5 separate regions of the Mus musculus genome follow, and all the other regions are linked to region 3. A link is a contact called in public promoter capture Hi-C and targeted proximity ligation data. All regions are on one chromosome and are shown on one strand. The core of a region is the stretch at or near the end of the contact, and the rest is flanking DNA. Distances in the headings are between cores, read along the strand shown. Region 1 holds the start of Aip (aryl-hydrocarbon receptor-interacting protein). Region 2 holds the start of Grk2 (G protein-coupled receptor kinase 2). Region 3 holds the start of Dpf2 (D4, zinc and double PHD fingers family 2). Region 4 holds the start of Actn3 (actinin alpha 3). Region 5 holds the start of Esrra (estrogen related receptor, alpha).

What was found. Promoter capture Hi-C pulls out the DNA fragments that hold promoters and counts their contacts.
Region 1: a contact with region 3 is called in a promoter capture Hi-C map of liver, with 2.3 times the contacts expected there. A contact is called at or near these places in 1 of 39 promoter capture datasets (liver) and 1 of 130 datasets of targeted methods (pancreatic cancer cells).
Region 2: a contact with region 3 is called in a targeted proximity ligation map of astrocytes, with 4 times the contacts expected there. A contact is called at or near these places in 1 of 39 promoter capture datasets (liver) and 1 of 130 datasets of targeted methods (astrocytes).
Region 4: a promoter capture Hi-C map of liver shows a contact between it and region 3, with 2.1 times the contacts expected there. A contact is called at or near these places in 1 of 39 promoter capture datasets (liver) and 1 of 9 other capture datasets (liver).
Region 5: a contact with region 3 is called in a promoter capture Hi-C map of pre-B cells, with 3 times the contacts expected there.

What each region holds. Positions count from the first base shown.
Region 1 is chr19:4,120,110-4,122,830 of GRCm38.p6, reverse strand. Aip (aryl-hydrocarbon receptor-interacting protein) reads left to right here and starts at 1,256. Exons shown (of 6, transcript NM_001276284.1): 1 at 1,256-1,495. The coding sequence starts at 1,397.
Region 2 is chr19:4,304,970-4,307,669 of GRCm38.p6, reverse strand. Grk2 (G protein-coupled receptor kinase 2) reads left to right here and starts at 1,448. Exons shown (of 21, transcript NM_001290818.1): 1 at 1,448-1,768. The coding sequence starts at 1,656.
Region 3 is chr19:5,911,393-5,914,264 of GRCm38.p6, reverse strand. Dpf2 (D4, zinc and double PHD fingers family 2) reads left to right here and starts at 1,394. Exons shown (of 11, transcript NM_011262.5): 1 at 1,394-1,524. The coding sequence starts at 1,493. It overlaps Gm42067 (predicted gene, 42067), which reads right to left and starts at 1,311. Exons shown (of 2, transcript NR_168272.1): 1 at 1,193-1,311.
Region 4 is chr19:4,876,564-4,879,263 of GRCm38.p6, reverse strand. Actn3 (actinin alpha 3) reads left to right here and starts at 1,355. Exons shown (of 21, transcript NM_013456.2): 1 at 1,355-1,553. The coding sequence starts at 1,410. Zdhhc24 (zinc finger, DHHC domain containing 24) reads right to left here and starts at 596. Exons shown (of 3, transcript NM_027476.3): 1 at 235-596. The coding sequence starts at 515.
Region 5 is chr19:6,920,286-6,923,134 of GRCm38.p6, reverse strand. It overlaps Esrra (estrogen related receptor, alpha), which reads left to right and starts at 1,327. Exons shown (of 7, transcript NM_007953.2): 1 at 1,327-1,513; 2 at 2,736-2,849. The coding sequence starts at 2,748. Catsperz (cation channel sperm associated auxiliary subunit zeta) reads left to right here. Exons shown (of 5, transcript NM_001039494.2): 5 at 475-709. The coding sequence ends at 584.

The DNA.
Region 1 (2,721 bases), core at 7-2,506, 1.8 Mb after region 3:
AAATGTTCCAACACTGAGCTACACTCTCAGTCCCTAGCTTAACATTTTATTTATTATTATTGTTGTTGTTATTGTTGTTATCATTAGTTTTTCAAGACAGGGTTTCTCTTGCTGTCTTGGAACTCCCTCTGTAGGCCAATCTGAACTTGAACTCAGAGATCCACCTGCCTTTGCCTCCCAAGTGCTGGGGTTAAAGGCGTGTACCACAACAACCTGGATAATATGTTATTATTTTTATCTATCTACATCTTTCATGCTCTGGTGTATACTTATCAGCCATATCGGTCAGCTTTCCTTCTGTTGTACTTTCTGCAAGATGAGTACAGCAGACTACTTAGCTCGCCTGTAAGCTCTCTGTGTTGATAGAAAACAAACCCAAGCATGTTTCCTCTTCCCTTCAGAAAGTCCCCTCTCTGAGGACTTTTTTTTTTTAAGATTTATTTATTTATTTATTATATAAGTACACTGTAGCTATCTTCAGACACACCAGAAGTGGGCATCAGATCTCATTACAGATGGTTGTGAGCCACCATGTGGTTGCTGGGATTTGAACTCATGATCTCTGGAAGAGCAGTCAGTGCCCTTAACTGCTGAGCCATCTCTCCAGCCCCTCAAGACTTTTTGCTGGAAAGTGAAGCAGTCAGAGTATGTGACTTGGGGCTCAGGGGAAAGAAAATAATCTTCCTGGTTATGATATAAGGGATGAAGACACTACAGAGAAGTATGTGTCACCACACCGGGTTTCCTTCCTTTTTTTTCTTAAGACAAGTGAATCTAGAGTCCAGAATCTAGATGTTATAACTTATGCTAAAGTATGCAAAATAAAAGGGCCAAAGGGGCCGGGCGGTGGTGGCGCACGCCTTTAATCCCAGCACTTGGGAGGCAGAGGCAGGCGGATTTCTGAGTTTGAGGCCAGCCTGGTCTACAAAGTGAGTTCCAGGACAGCCAGGGCTACACAGAGAAACCCTGCCTCTAAAAAACAAAACAAAGCAAAACAAAAAAGGCCCAAAGGGAATACACAGGTGAAGCGGTGTTTTTCGTTTTTCATTTTTCTAACTGAAGTGCCGATAATAGGGCATCTACAACTTAAATGGAGTGGCACACAGCTAGGAGAGCTGCAACCCCTATAAAGCCAACTAAGCACAACTGGCAGGGGAGGGACAACCAAAGGCCCGCCCCTAAGCAGGCTCAGGCTCCGCCCCCAGTGCCGCGTTAAAGCCGTAGCATTAGGAACCAATCACGGCTCTTTTCTTCATTCCCTCCCTTTTTTGGCTTCTGCCCTCAGTCAAAATGGCGCTTGCTCAGAAGCTGCCGAGGCGCTAGGAGTTGCCGAAACAGGTCCGGAAGCTACCGAGCGAGTCCGGAAGTTGCCGAAAGGGAGCAGCGGGGAAGGAGGATGGCGGATCTCATCGCAAGACTTCGAGAGGACGGGATCCAAAAGCGTGTGATACAGGAGGGCCGAGGAGAGTTGCCGGACTTTCAGGATGGCACTAAGGTTTGTGTCCATCCTCTCCCCACTTTCCCAGCGTCTCTTCTGAAGCGCGGTGCGCATGCGAGGCGGGAGGAGGCCGTAGGTGAGAGGTTGCGCATGCCCAGAGAGCAGCTGCCAGTCAGGCTACCTCTCACATGCCGAGCTCGACGCTGATTGGTCTGGATTTAAGTGGGAGTTAATTCAGATATGTCTACTCCGCCCCTTGGCTTTGCTTTAGGACTGCATTGGACAGGGGTGGGTGTCAGTCATCTCAAAATGGTTTGGTGTGGGTGTGACCTCAGTGCTGATACCCGTACCTGAAGGTTCAAAGCTCATGCAGTTTTGAGTAAAGGGGCCTTCTGAAACCATCTAGGACAATTCTCATTGTTTACATAGGGAAACTGAGGTCCTGGAACTAAAAAAAACACAGAGTCCCAGAGATCCAGTTTTCCAGACCAAACTCCTATGTCAGCGTTCTGATAGATGGTAGCATTGCTTTTATATCTGGGCACCAAGTTCAGGTGCCCCTCCCTAAGGCACTCCATACCTCTAGGTTCCCCTGCTTTGTTGCTGTAGATCTCTAATCACAGTTGTGGAGCTGATACCAGTGAAGCCAAAAGCAAGAATTCTGTGAATGAATGTATGCCCTCTGGCCAGTGGTGTTAAGCCAGCAGGCAGAGAGTCTAGTCTGATGTGGTGAGGGGTAAATGCTGAGAGCAGAGGGCAGGCATGTGGTGGTAGTGATCAGCTGTGCTTGAAAAGGGGATCTACAAGCTGGGCCTGGTGGCCCATGCCTACAGTCTCAGCCGCTGGTGAAGCTGGGCTACAGCATGAGTTCAAGGCCAGCTCAGGACACTCAATGAGACCCTGTCTTAAAATTAGAGAGATGGAGATAGAGAACAGGCTTTGGAAGGAGCCTGGCAAGAGGGATGCTAGATGGAAAAGCTTAGGATAAACTAATATAAGACTAATCTGTGAGCAGGGGCACGTGGTAAATAGAAGCAGGCAGGATTAAACAATCACTGGGGCTCAGGAGGGGGGACCGTCTTCTGCTGGTGAGGTGGCTTAGTGGATAGAGTGCTTGCTGCCAACCTGATGGCCTGGGTCAGATCCCCAGGACCCAGATGGTAGAAGGAGAGAAGTGACTTCTGCAGGTTGTCCTCTGACCTCATACAAGCATGATGTCACATGTGAGCCCCCAAATACAGAAATAAGTGTAACACCACCAGGGTTAAGGATGGGGCTTAGTG
Region 2 (2,700 bases), core at 199-2,698, 1.6 Mb after region 3:
GGAAAAACCAAAACCAGAAACAAAAACAGGACTTTTCACTCTTGGTAGCTCTGGGGCACTAGACAGCTGTTGTTTGGCCTTGAATGTACAGTAATCCCATCAGATCTAGATTTGGGGACAGCCATTCTGGTCAGAGCCTGTATCAGAGGGCAGTTTTAGGAACCCTGAGAAATGGACAGGTCAGAGGACTCTCAGGAGGCTGTAGTGGTGACCTAGGAAAGGAGAAGTAGAGGCAGGATCTGTCTAGAGATGTCGTCCGCTGACAACCTTTCTCCCCTAATAGGATTTGTTTTCTTCTGAAGGAGTCAAGAAGTCAGGGGAGTCGGGATACTTGCTTTGCTGGACACGAACTGGCAGGAGAATCAGGTTCTAAGTGTCCATGCCTGGGGTGGGAGTGTCCTGGCAGCCTGGAAAGCAAAGAGGTGCTCTAGAGAGGTGTGCAGTTTAAATTGCTTTCACTCATTTGCTTAAGACGGGGTCTCACTCTATAGCCCTGGTTGGCTTTGACTTTACAGAAAGACACCTGCTTTTGCCTCTCGTGTGCTAGCCAGGTAAAGTAGACAGGAGTTGGCCAAGGAAGAAGGCACAGAAGGGCTCAGTGGGTAAAATGTTTGCCACCAAGCCTGAGGACCTTGAGTTCCATCCCTAGAGACCCATGTGGTAAAAAGAGAGAACTGATGGTCAAATTGTCTGTCCTCTAACCTCCACATGTGCATACACAATCAATCAACTGATCAGTCAATCGATCGATCAATTAATGAGTTCGGCGTTCATCAGAGTGTGGTTTAATGGACTATGCCTTTAATCCATTTCAGCACTTGGGAGGCAGAGGAAAGCAGATCGCTGTGAATTAGTGGTCTGCCTGGTCTACATAGTGAGTTACAGACTAGCCAAGGCTACACGGGGATACCCTCTCTAAAACAAGAACAACAACAAACGTTCATGTCAGGAGTGCGGCCCAAGCTCTGAGTCTGGGGTCCTGTTGGGAGTTTGAAGTCAGGATTGTCATCTGGTCAGGTCAGGAGTCAGGGGTGGTAATGATGGTGTGACTCTGAGAGAATGTTCAGAAATTTGAGTATAGGAGTCTTGGTCGGTGTCAGGATTCTTGTTAGGACCCACGGTCTTGGCCCTAGTGGAGCGTGCAGTCTAGCATGCTGAGATGGGATCCGCGTTTGTGGTCATGGCTTGGGGTCTGAGGTCATCCTAGAGTCCTTGGTGGAAGACTCAGGTAACAAACCAGGACTGAGACCCGTGTCTCGGACCCGAGCGGTGCAGCCTCTAGGGGGCGCTGTCGCCTGCCCGCCCGCCCGCCGCCCGCCCGGCTCGGCCCCTCGGCGGCTCGCTGGCGCTGTGCGCGGCAGGCGGGGCCGGAGGCGGCGGCGGCAGCTCCGGGGCGCGGGCGAGCGGGTGGTGGTGGTGGTGGCGGCGGCGGCGGCGCCCCGACTGCAGTCCCGGCGGGAGCGGAGCGCGAGCCGGGCCGGGCCCGAGCCGGCGCCATGGGGCGGCGCCGCCTGTGAGCCGGCGACGAGCGAGGACCGGGCGGGGCGGCGGCGGCGCCGAGGCCCACAAGCCGCGCGGGCCGGGCCGGGCCGAGCGAGCGGGAGCGGAGCGGAGCCTCGGGCGGCGGGAGGAACAGCGCCGCCGCCGCCGCCAAGATGGCCGACCTGGAGGCGGTGCTGGCCGATGTGAGCTACCTGATGGCCATGGAGAAGAGCAAGGCCACGCCGGCCGCGCGCGCCAGCAAGAAGATCCTGCTGCCAGAGCCCAGGTGAGCCCGCCTGTGCCGGGCCCCACGCGCCGCCCCGGGATCCCGTGCCCTAGGGACCCCCTCCGCCCCAGGTTCCGGGGACCTTCTGCCCCAGGACCCGGGAACCCCTTCTACTCCGGGGACCTTCTGCCCCGGAGACCCCATTATTCTGGCCGCCCCAGGACCCGGAGACTTCCTCTGTCCCTGCCGCCGCAAGGCTTGGTGTCCGCAAGCCCTGGGCGCCCCAAGTCCAAGCTCCTAGCCCTGGGCCGCCCTGCCGCTTCCTGTATCTCACTGCCCGGCCTGGTCGCTGTCAGCCCCTGACTCTGCTGCAGCCTTCTTTCCACCCTGATGCTTGGCTCTGCCCTCTACCCTCTCGTGTTCCCTTGTGGTTCCCTTCCTCAAGTCTGCCTCTGTTTACCCGATTGTATCACACAGTCTGTTGCTCCCGTTGGTATTCCACTACCCTATCCACTCCCCGTGGAGTGGGTAACACTCTTGTGAGGTTTGTGGAGTGAAGAGGACCAATTTGAAGACTTTTATTTATTTATTTATTTATTTATTTATTTTGCCTTCCCCTATGGTGGGGTCACTATGGGATTGGGTTTGAGAGTGCTTTCTGGGGACAGTGCAGTGTACCATTCCTGAGGGCTGCGCTCCGGTGGGTGAGGGAAGTCCCTACTTTACCCTTTTCCCCACTTGTGGTTCCTTATGGGTACTTTTGACCAGGGGACCTCCCATCCTACAGCAGATGGACCATGCTGCCACCTCTCTACAAGACAACTGATGTCATCGCACCTGGTATCAAAGTTTAAACTGTCCAGGATGTGGGTGCAGAACAGGGCAGGATGTGAGAGGTGTAGCTGGGGCTTGTCCAGTATATTATGGTAAATAGACTTATCTTCCTATTTGAGCTGCACAGGAGACCAGAGAGCGAGTGAGACAGGTGTAGT
Region 3 (2,872 bases), core at 145-2,644:
TAGCCCCAGTGGCTTGGAGCTTGTGTAGCCTGCATGGGCCTTGAACTTGTGGCAATCCTCCTACCTCCTAAAGAAAAAAAGACAATCTATGCATACATATACATATACACATATATATCAGGTCCAACATGGACAGAGAGTAGATCGCTTCTAAATCCATTGAAACCGAGGTTTGGTGACTTTGTTAGGAGTTATTTCAAAAGGCCTGGTGGGAACAAAAGCACTCAGTAAGCAGAAGAGAGCCTAGGAAAACAGGGCAGTACAGAATACGAATGAAAATCTGCTTAGAAAGAGTGAAAAGAAATGGGCTGAGATGCAGTGCCAATGGGCTTAAGGGAGTCCTGTTGGTTTCTTCTTCTTCTTGTTTTGTTTTTGTTTTTGCTTTTGTTTTTTTGAGACAGTGCTTCTCTGTGTAGCCCTGGCTGTCCTGGAACTCACTTTGTAGACCAGGCTGGCCTTAAACTCAGAAATCCTCCTGTCTCTGCCTCCCAAGTGCTGGGATTAAAGGTGTGTGCCCCTACCGCCCGGCTGGTTTCTTCTTTAAGGGGAAACATGTTTGTTCATGGATTTGCATAACTCGATACTGAAGGAGAAATAAATAGTATAGAACTAAGAGGGCTAGTCACACCAGTGAAAACTTTCAATGTGGAGAATGGCTTGGTAATAGCAATCAAGGGCTTGTGGGATGACACAGCAGATACGGACTCTGGGCACCACGCCTGACAACCTGACCACCATCCCCCAGGTACAAAGTAGAATGAAAGAACTCACATCCCCAAGCTGCTCTCTCACTCTTACACATATGCTATGGCACATGCACGCACACAAAGACAGACATACAGAGCAAAGGAATGGAGAGAGAGGGAGAGGGGAGAGGGAGAGAGAGGGAGAGGAAGAGGGAGAGAGAGGCAAGCAAGAGAGAAGAGGTGGGTGCCAGTGAAGTTCAAGGACCGGGTTTACTGGCAGGAATTGTCCGAATGAGAGTCAGGCCCAAGAACAGCCCATTTTGGGCACTCACTTTCCATTCTCTAAAATGGGCTGACTGGGAACAGAGGTACCTAAAGGACTGGGACTCTGACCTTTCACTACCTACCCACCAATCTCTCCCTGTGTGTCAACCTCGTGGCTAACGGCCAGCCAGGCAGGACACTGTTTGCAACTTCTAGCCTATCCGCGTGGCCTTTTCACTTACCTTTCTCACTTTCCAACCGAGCCAGATCTCCTAGCTGAGGCGTCACTAAATGGAGGGGAGACGGATCTCTAGAATGAGCTGCAGAGGGCATGTAAGTTTTCCAATCGCGCCTGCGCACTGGGATCCTAGGCTCCTTCAGGACAGGTCGTTCTCGAGCGCTCGCTCTCGTGGGCCTGTGCGTGCGCGCACCCCCTAGCTGCGCCTGCGCAGAGGGTCGAGGACCCTGTGTCCTGAGAAGGCTTAGCGCCTGCGCGTTGTAGGTTTCGGGGCCTCCCGGCCTGAGGGAGAGGAACAGGGAAGATGGCGGCTGTGGTGGAGAATGTAGTGAAGCTGTGAGTGGTCTTTTTTGTTTGTTTGTCTCTTTTTTCTTTTTTAATCTCTCATGTACCAGAAATCTTGTAAAGGACCTGGGAGTAGAGAGGGAGGTGCGGGAAGAGACAAGGTAGAGAGAAGGACATGCCCGGGAAGTCCTTGCTGTGCGACTGCTGGGAGGGAGGGCAACAGGAGACTCGGGAGACGGCGCTGGGCTTCTTTTGGAAACTTGTGGAGGACTGGAGGGGGGCACACCGGAGCCCCCGACGGGTGTCCTCCTCGCGGGCCGAGCCCCGAGCGGAGCTGCGGGCTGCGAAGGAGAGGCTCACGGTCCCTGGCCCCTCTCTGGAGACGCGTCAGTCCCGCCAAGCCGAGGCCGGCGGCACTAGGAGATCGGGGTCCCCTCCCCGCCCACCGCCGTCCCTGGGGCCATAGGCTCCGCCGTCCCTGCGGAGTCCTAAGACTTAAGCAGCCTGGTGACGTTAACCGGGAAATCCGGGGTCCACGAAACTAAAAATGTTCTTGGGAAGAACTGGTCCAAGAGCAGAACTTCGGGGAGTGGGGAACTAGACCGGAGCCAGATGGCCTTCCAGTCCGCAGGAGCCCTGAGGTGGGCGTTCTCTGTCCCCCAGATGCCATTGTGCGGGTCAGATTTCCAGTGGAGCTGAAATAAACGGTTGTTGGGCGACACCGGGAACGGGGACTGGCCTGCTAGTCGCTTCCCCTCAGTTGGAGATGTTTGGATGAGGCTCTTCCTTCCTTCTTGAAGAAGAATCAGAGTTTTGGAACGGGGTGCCCATTGGATTTAAGAATGGCCTTCTCTTCCCTTAATGGCCATGTTAGACGTGATGTAAGGATAGAGAAATTGAAGTGTTTCAGCTGTCCAATCAAAGCTTTTGGATTCTGGATGACAAAGTAAAGGTTTTGGAACCATTCTGGAGGACTTTTCGCAGCTTTATCTGTCTTTGTCGTGGGCTGAGCCCCAATCGTCCCAAGAGGCTTTTAAAAAATTTTTTTTAAGGTTAAGTTGCTTCTTCCCTGCTGCTTGCAGCCCCTTTCTTTGAAAATGCTTTTCCACTTCCATTAAGCTAAGTGCCTTCTCTTGTGGCTTTTTTTTTTTTTTTAATCTCGCTTTTGGCTTCATCCTGCTGCCTATTTCAACCACCCCTCCTCCCAACGCTATTATCTCTGTGATCTGCCCACTCCGGATCCCCGGCTCTCTTCAGGCTGACATTTCCCTCAATTTAGAAATGAGGCTGTTAATTTACCAATTTTATAGTTCTCCTTCTGGACTCAGAAGTTAAGTCTTTATTACCCTGCCTTTCTCTTTGTTGGACCCCCCTTATTCCCCTGGAAGGGGAGTTGTCC
Region 4 (2,700 bases), core at 106-2,605, 1.0 Mb after region 3:
ATCAACTCCAGGAGGTCGGGCATCTGTTTTCACTTGAGTCCTAGGAACAGTGGCTGCTCAATATCTGAATGAATAAGTAGCGGGTGCCAGGCTCTAAAGGAGTTCTATGGCTCTAACAACCCGGATGCTAACGTCATCTGGTTACTGACACCTCAAGTTCTGGGTCCTTTCTTGGTACCAGCGACCACCAGACCCCCTGCTTCTGCCCGCCGACTCCCGGAGCCCAACACTCACGCCCAGCCCTGTCCCAGGCCGCGGCCAGCCAGCATCACCCCCCGAATGCTGGGATCCGAGCGGAGGAAGAGCACCACGTTGCCCAGCAGATTGAGCAGCTGATAAGCAGCTAGCGCCAGTTGCAAGGCCCGGGCCAGTGGTCCCAGCGGGGGTGGCCCAGGCCCCAGCACCATCACGTAGGCCAGCTCCAGGACCACGACGGCGGCCCACAGCGCGGTGAGTACCAGTGGCATCCGCGCGGGCGCTCCTTCTGCGCCCCGAGCTGCCCAGGACTCCCCCATGGTCGGACCCACCGGCTTTCCGATCGCTGGGATCCCACTGCTTCCGCATTGGGGAGGGCCTAGCAGCGAACTGACGTCTCCTGCAACCAATAGGAGCTCCGCAGGGGGTGCGTTGCGCGCGCCAGACTTATAGGGAGGGGCCACAGATACGGAGAAGTGATTGGCTAACTGACCAGATGTTCGAAAATCTGATTGGTGATGCTGCCCAGGTGTCAAAAAGAAGCAGTCCGCCCAGCGTACTGCAGTAGCCGCCCCTGGTGTGGCTTGCTGCCACTCCATGAGGATTGAGTTGCAGCCCCCGGGGCGTCGGGGTTTCCCGGCTCAGCACATTCTCCCTACACTCCTCTACAGCCGCCCCGGTATTAATAGACCTGGCTGGCCCTATCATCTGGCCCTGAGCCTTTCCCCATGCTCGGGTGTCTCCATCACCCTAGAAAACTCCCCAAACAACTTGTTGACTTGCTGTTACAGACTGTGAAATAGAAATAGGGGTCTGTTTCTCGAGCGCAATGCTTAGGAGGGACAGACTCAGGTCCAAGGGGCAGCCTTTAGGATGCCTACAGCCACCACTTGGAATCCACTTAATAGATGAGGAAACAAAGTCCATGGCTGTCCCAAGATCACACAGCAAGTTAACCACAGAGCTAAAATGCGAACCCACTATCTAGGCCAGTAGTCATCCCAGCATCCCCCGCGATTCCGCAATCTTTGACTCCAGCACAATCTCTTCTCTGGTCCAGTTCCCAACCTCCCTCGCCCCCTATCTGGCCCCACCCACGTACCCCATATTTAGTACGAACCCGATCTGGGGGCTGGACCGGGCCCTACTTAACCCGGCCTGAGTGTGCAGGAGCTCGCCCAGTGAAGCAGAGCGGAGCCAAGAGCCTGAGCAAGATGATGATGGTTATGCAGCCCGAGGGTCTGGGGGCCGGGGAGGGGCCCTTCTCTGGCGGTGGGGGCGGCGAGTACATGGAACAGGAGGAGGACTGGGACCGCGACTTGCTGTTGGACCCGGCCTGGGAGAAACAGCAGCGGAAAGTGAGTGCTCACCCATTTCCCAAAGGCAAAAACTGAGGCTGGGAGGCCAGGCAGTTCTTCTCGGGCATCTGGGCAGTTCAAGGTCAGAGCCTGGCTGTAATCTAGAGTGCAGCTCCCCAAACCAGGCTCTGCCCACCAGCTATATGCTGTCCTCAAAGATCAGAAGAGTTCTCATAGGGATTTAGGATATCAAGGACACCGTGGAGTCCCTCAGTGACTCCCCAATAACTTTAAGCCCACTGCCCCTCTTGTGTTGGTGAAAGTGGATTTTGGACAAGGTCCAAGAGACCCAACTCATTCTTGGATGGGAGGTGAGGGGTTCTCAGAAAGTTATGTTCCTTTAGTCTCCAGTTAAGTATCCCTAGACCCCATCCTGAGGAGAACATGCCAGACACACAACCAGTGGATTTGGGGTGTAGGAGAGAACAGCTGTCTCATATTCTTTCCCATCCTCTACTCTGTCTTCTGCTATGGGTGGATCCCTCTACTGGCTTGACAATGGAGGAAATTGAGGCCCAGAAAAGGGCACAGATAGGCAGGCAGCCTGTTGTGTACTGAGGAAGAAAAGAATGCCCCCATCTGAGGGTCTTTGTTCCTTGCCTCACCCCACTCTTTCCCAAGATTCCCCTCCCTGTCTAGAAGCCCTGAGTCTGCTGAAAAGGCCAGAAGGTCAGGAGGAGGGGAGCCCCGGCTCCCCTTACCAGTAACCTAACCCAGGCTCCCACATGGACACTTGTGCTGAGGCAGCGCCTTTGTGGGAGCTCAAGAGGGCCATGAGGGCAGCCATTGCCCAGGCTCAGCCTTGCAGGGCACTGCCCCCTCCTTCCCTGGATCATTTCACCCCTGGCTACCAAGAGGAGGGAGCAGGACACCTGGGTTCCCTGAAGAGAAAATGATTCCATCCGAACTGAGGAATTTTTGGGGTTCTGAAGGCCAGGCTTAGGGTGAGCACCATGAAGCCATGGAACCTGCCTTTTGCCAATTGTGCGTGCTTTTAGGAAAGTAGAGGGCATTGCAGACCTGAGAACCCCAGAATTTACAAGCAGATCGTTTCCGCTGTGTTAGATGACAGGAGCTGACTGCGGGGGGGGGGGGGGGGGGTGAGAAGCCTGAGCTGAATGGAATGAGGCCTGGGATGATCCACCCT
Region 5 (2,849 bases), core at 78-2,577, 1.0 Mb before region 3:
TCAATGGAGTGAGTGACTCAGAGGACTTAAAATAAGCCCCTTTCTAGCAAGTCTGTTTTCTCTGCTTGTTCAGTGGAGTGACAGCCTTTGGGTAGCTTTGCTTCACTCCCAGGTGTGGGAGCTGTGACACATCGGGATTTTTTTTGGGTAAATGTACTGGATATTGGATTATCTGCGTAACCTTCTGCTCATGGTATATGAGCACATAGAGGGAAGAAAGGGCCAGATAACTAGTTAGAGTGAGCGGCTCAGGAGGAGGTTGGGTCTCACTGCCTCTGTTCAGGCTTGCAGCAACTTCTTCAGCCTTCTTCCCCTCCATTCTTCACATCGCACCTAGGAGACCCAAAATTCCCCAAACTAACACAGATCCAAATCCAGCACTAAATGCCACCTCAAATCACCTGTGGTTCCTCAAATGGGGGAAGCCCTTTGCTGCTGTTCATGGCCCTGAGCTCAGCTCTTCCCTCTCCCTAGCATATAGGTCCACGATTGGCAGGAACCACTTCATGACTAAAGAGCTGCAGGGATACATCGAAGGGATCAGGAAGCGCAGGAACAAGAGGCTGTACTTTTTGGATCAGTGAACCTCCAGCTCAAGTGGCCGACGAGACGTCCGCTCCGTGTCCTTTCCGGTCCCTCGAACCCAAGCTCAACCTCATCTGCATGGAATTTGAATCCTAGAGAAATTAAAGAGTCTATGCATGGTCCCAGAGTCAGTGCGTGGCTGCTTGCGTGAGGCGGACGCACGTGGCCCCGCCTTTCCCCGTGACCTTCATTCGGTCACCGCAGTGACCTTGAGTTTTGTCCGCTCGTGTCTCACCTCTGCCTTTGAGGAACTCGCAAACCAGGGCTACTTGCATGTTTTAGGTCTGCTTCTCCACTTGAGGGTCCTCAGGGGTGCTGATCTACCAAATCTGTCAAGTGTCCCATCAACATAATGGGGTGGGGTGGGGAGCAGCACCCTGTTAGGCCCCACCCCTTATGCATATGCAGTTACATAAACCCGCCTTTCATTTACATACACGTTCAACGCCCTCACAGAGTGAGTTCACTGAACAGCTACGCCCACTCTTATAAGGCAGAGCACCGCCCTCCTTCGTGATGCAAGGGTGCTCCGGCTTCTCTCCCGCACCAGTTCCTAGTCTTCGCTCCTCCCCTAGGTTCAGGCCCCGCCCACAGGAGGCCGCGCACGCGTGTGTATCGACAAGGCCTGCCCGCTGTCCTCCGGGTACGCAGGCGCCGCCGCCTCCCTCGGATATTAGCATAGGGCACCTGGCCCCACCCCCTGTTTTGCATGCGCAGGCCGGCCCCGCCTCCGCTGTCAGCTGGAGGAAGCGGAGTAGGAAGCAGCCGCGATGTCCTTTTGTGTCCTACAAGCAGCCAGCGGCGCCGCCGAGTGAGGGGGGACGCAGCGCGGCGGGGCGGTGCGGCCGGAGGAGGCGGCCCCCGCTCACCCCGGCGCTCCGGGCCGCTCGGCCCCCATGCCTGCCCGCCAGCCCTGCCGGAGCCCAAGGTCCGGGGGCGGAGGGGAAGGCGGCCGCGGGGGTGGGCGGGCGCGGCGGGGGCCATGTGCAAGCGCGGGCGGGGGGCGGGCTGCGGGCGGGGTCGCGCCTGGTGCGTCGGCCGGGTCAGGACTGGCTTCAGGTCCTGGCCTCCAGTTAGCCTCGGGCCTTGGAGCGAGTCCCCGGGCAGCGTTCAGATCGATCCTTGAGCATTGCGGGAGTCCTCGGGGTGGGCTGGAATTGAAAGGGTCCCTTGAGGCCACGTGGGGGCGCTTGCAGGGGCTTTGGGCCACCCTCCTCTCTGGGTCATAGGTCATCGTAGCGCGAGGGAGAACTTCTTCCTTGTCGCCTCTTCTTACTTCCTGATAACCTGATAGAAGTCCCCCGCGGGCAATGGGGGGAGGGGAGATTAGTAACTTCAGGCAACTTCCCATAGGTGTGCGCAGGTTAATGGGGGGTGGGGGGCGGCCCTGGAGGTCGCGAGAGGTGGTGAACTCTGCGGTAGCTGGAGTGTAAGAATGAACCTTGCAGGTTTGGGGTGCAAAAGAGGTGGAGCCGCGCCCTGCACGGCGTGGCTGGACTGGGCTTGCTAAAGCTGGAGGGGGTGGCGTGTCAGAGGTGAGAGACTCCCTTACAAGAGTGTGGTGAGGGATTAGAAGACTTGAGTGTGAGTTTGCTTATTGAGTGTGCTCTTTTGCTGGGAGTATGTGAGAACTTGGGACTGGTTAAAGGCCATGTGTGAGTGGAAGGTTCCCAGGAGAGTGTGAGCATGTGTGGACATGTGGAAACTCCTGAGAGAGTGGCCATATCCTTTGCCTCCGCCCCCCTTGGCCCCCCTTAGCCCCCTCCCGGTTCCTCAGTATGCTCTTGAATACTTGAGAGTACCTCCTGGAGTACATCTGGAGAAAACTGAGGAGAGGATCATGCTTATGCTCGGGGTTGAGAGTTGCCTGCAGGTTGAGGTTAGCCTGCTTCCTGGCTTGGGTGGGAGCTAGACTTGCCAAGCCGCTCCCAGGTTCCCAAGAGGAAGACCTGCTGTCAGTTACTGGCCTCAGAGGCTCTGGAGACTCTGTTCCCATGGCGACAGCTGGGGGCCCTCTTCATGGGCAGCCCTTCCTTGGACTCTGCCTCCTCCTTCTCCTTGGCTGAGCCTGGAAGCCTGGCTTAGTCCCAGTGTTGCCCAACCTATGTGGCAGGGTGCCTCCCTGTGACCCTGATGGTCTTTCCCTGCAGGTGACCAGCACCATGTCCAGCCAGGTGGTGGGCATCGAGCCTCTCTACATCAAGGCAGAGCCAGCCAGTCCTGACAGTCCAAAGGGTTCCTCAGAGACTGAGACTGAACCCCCG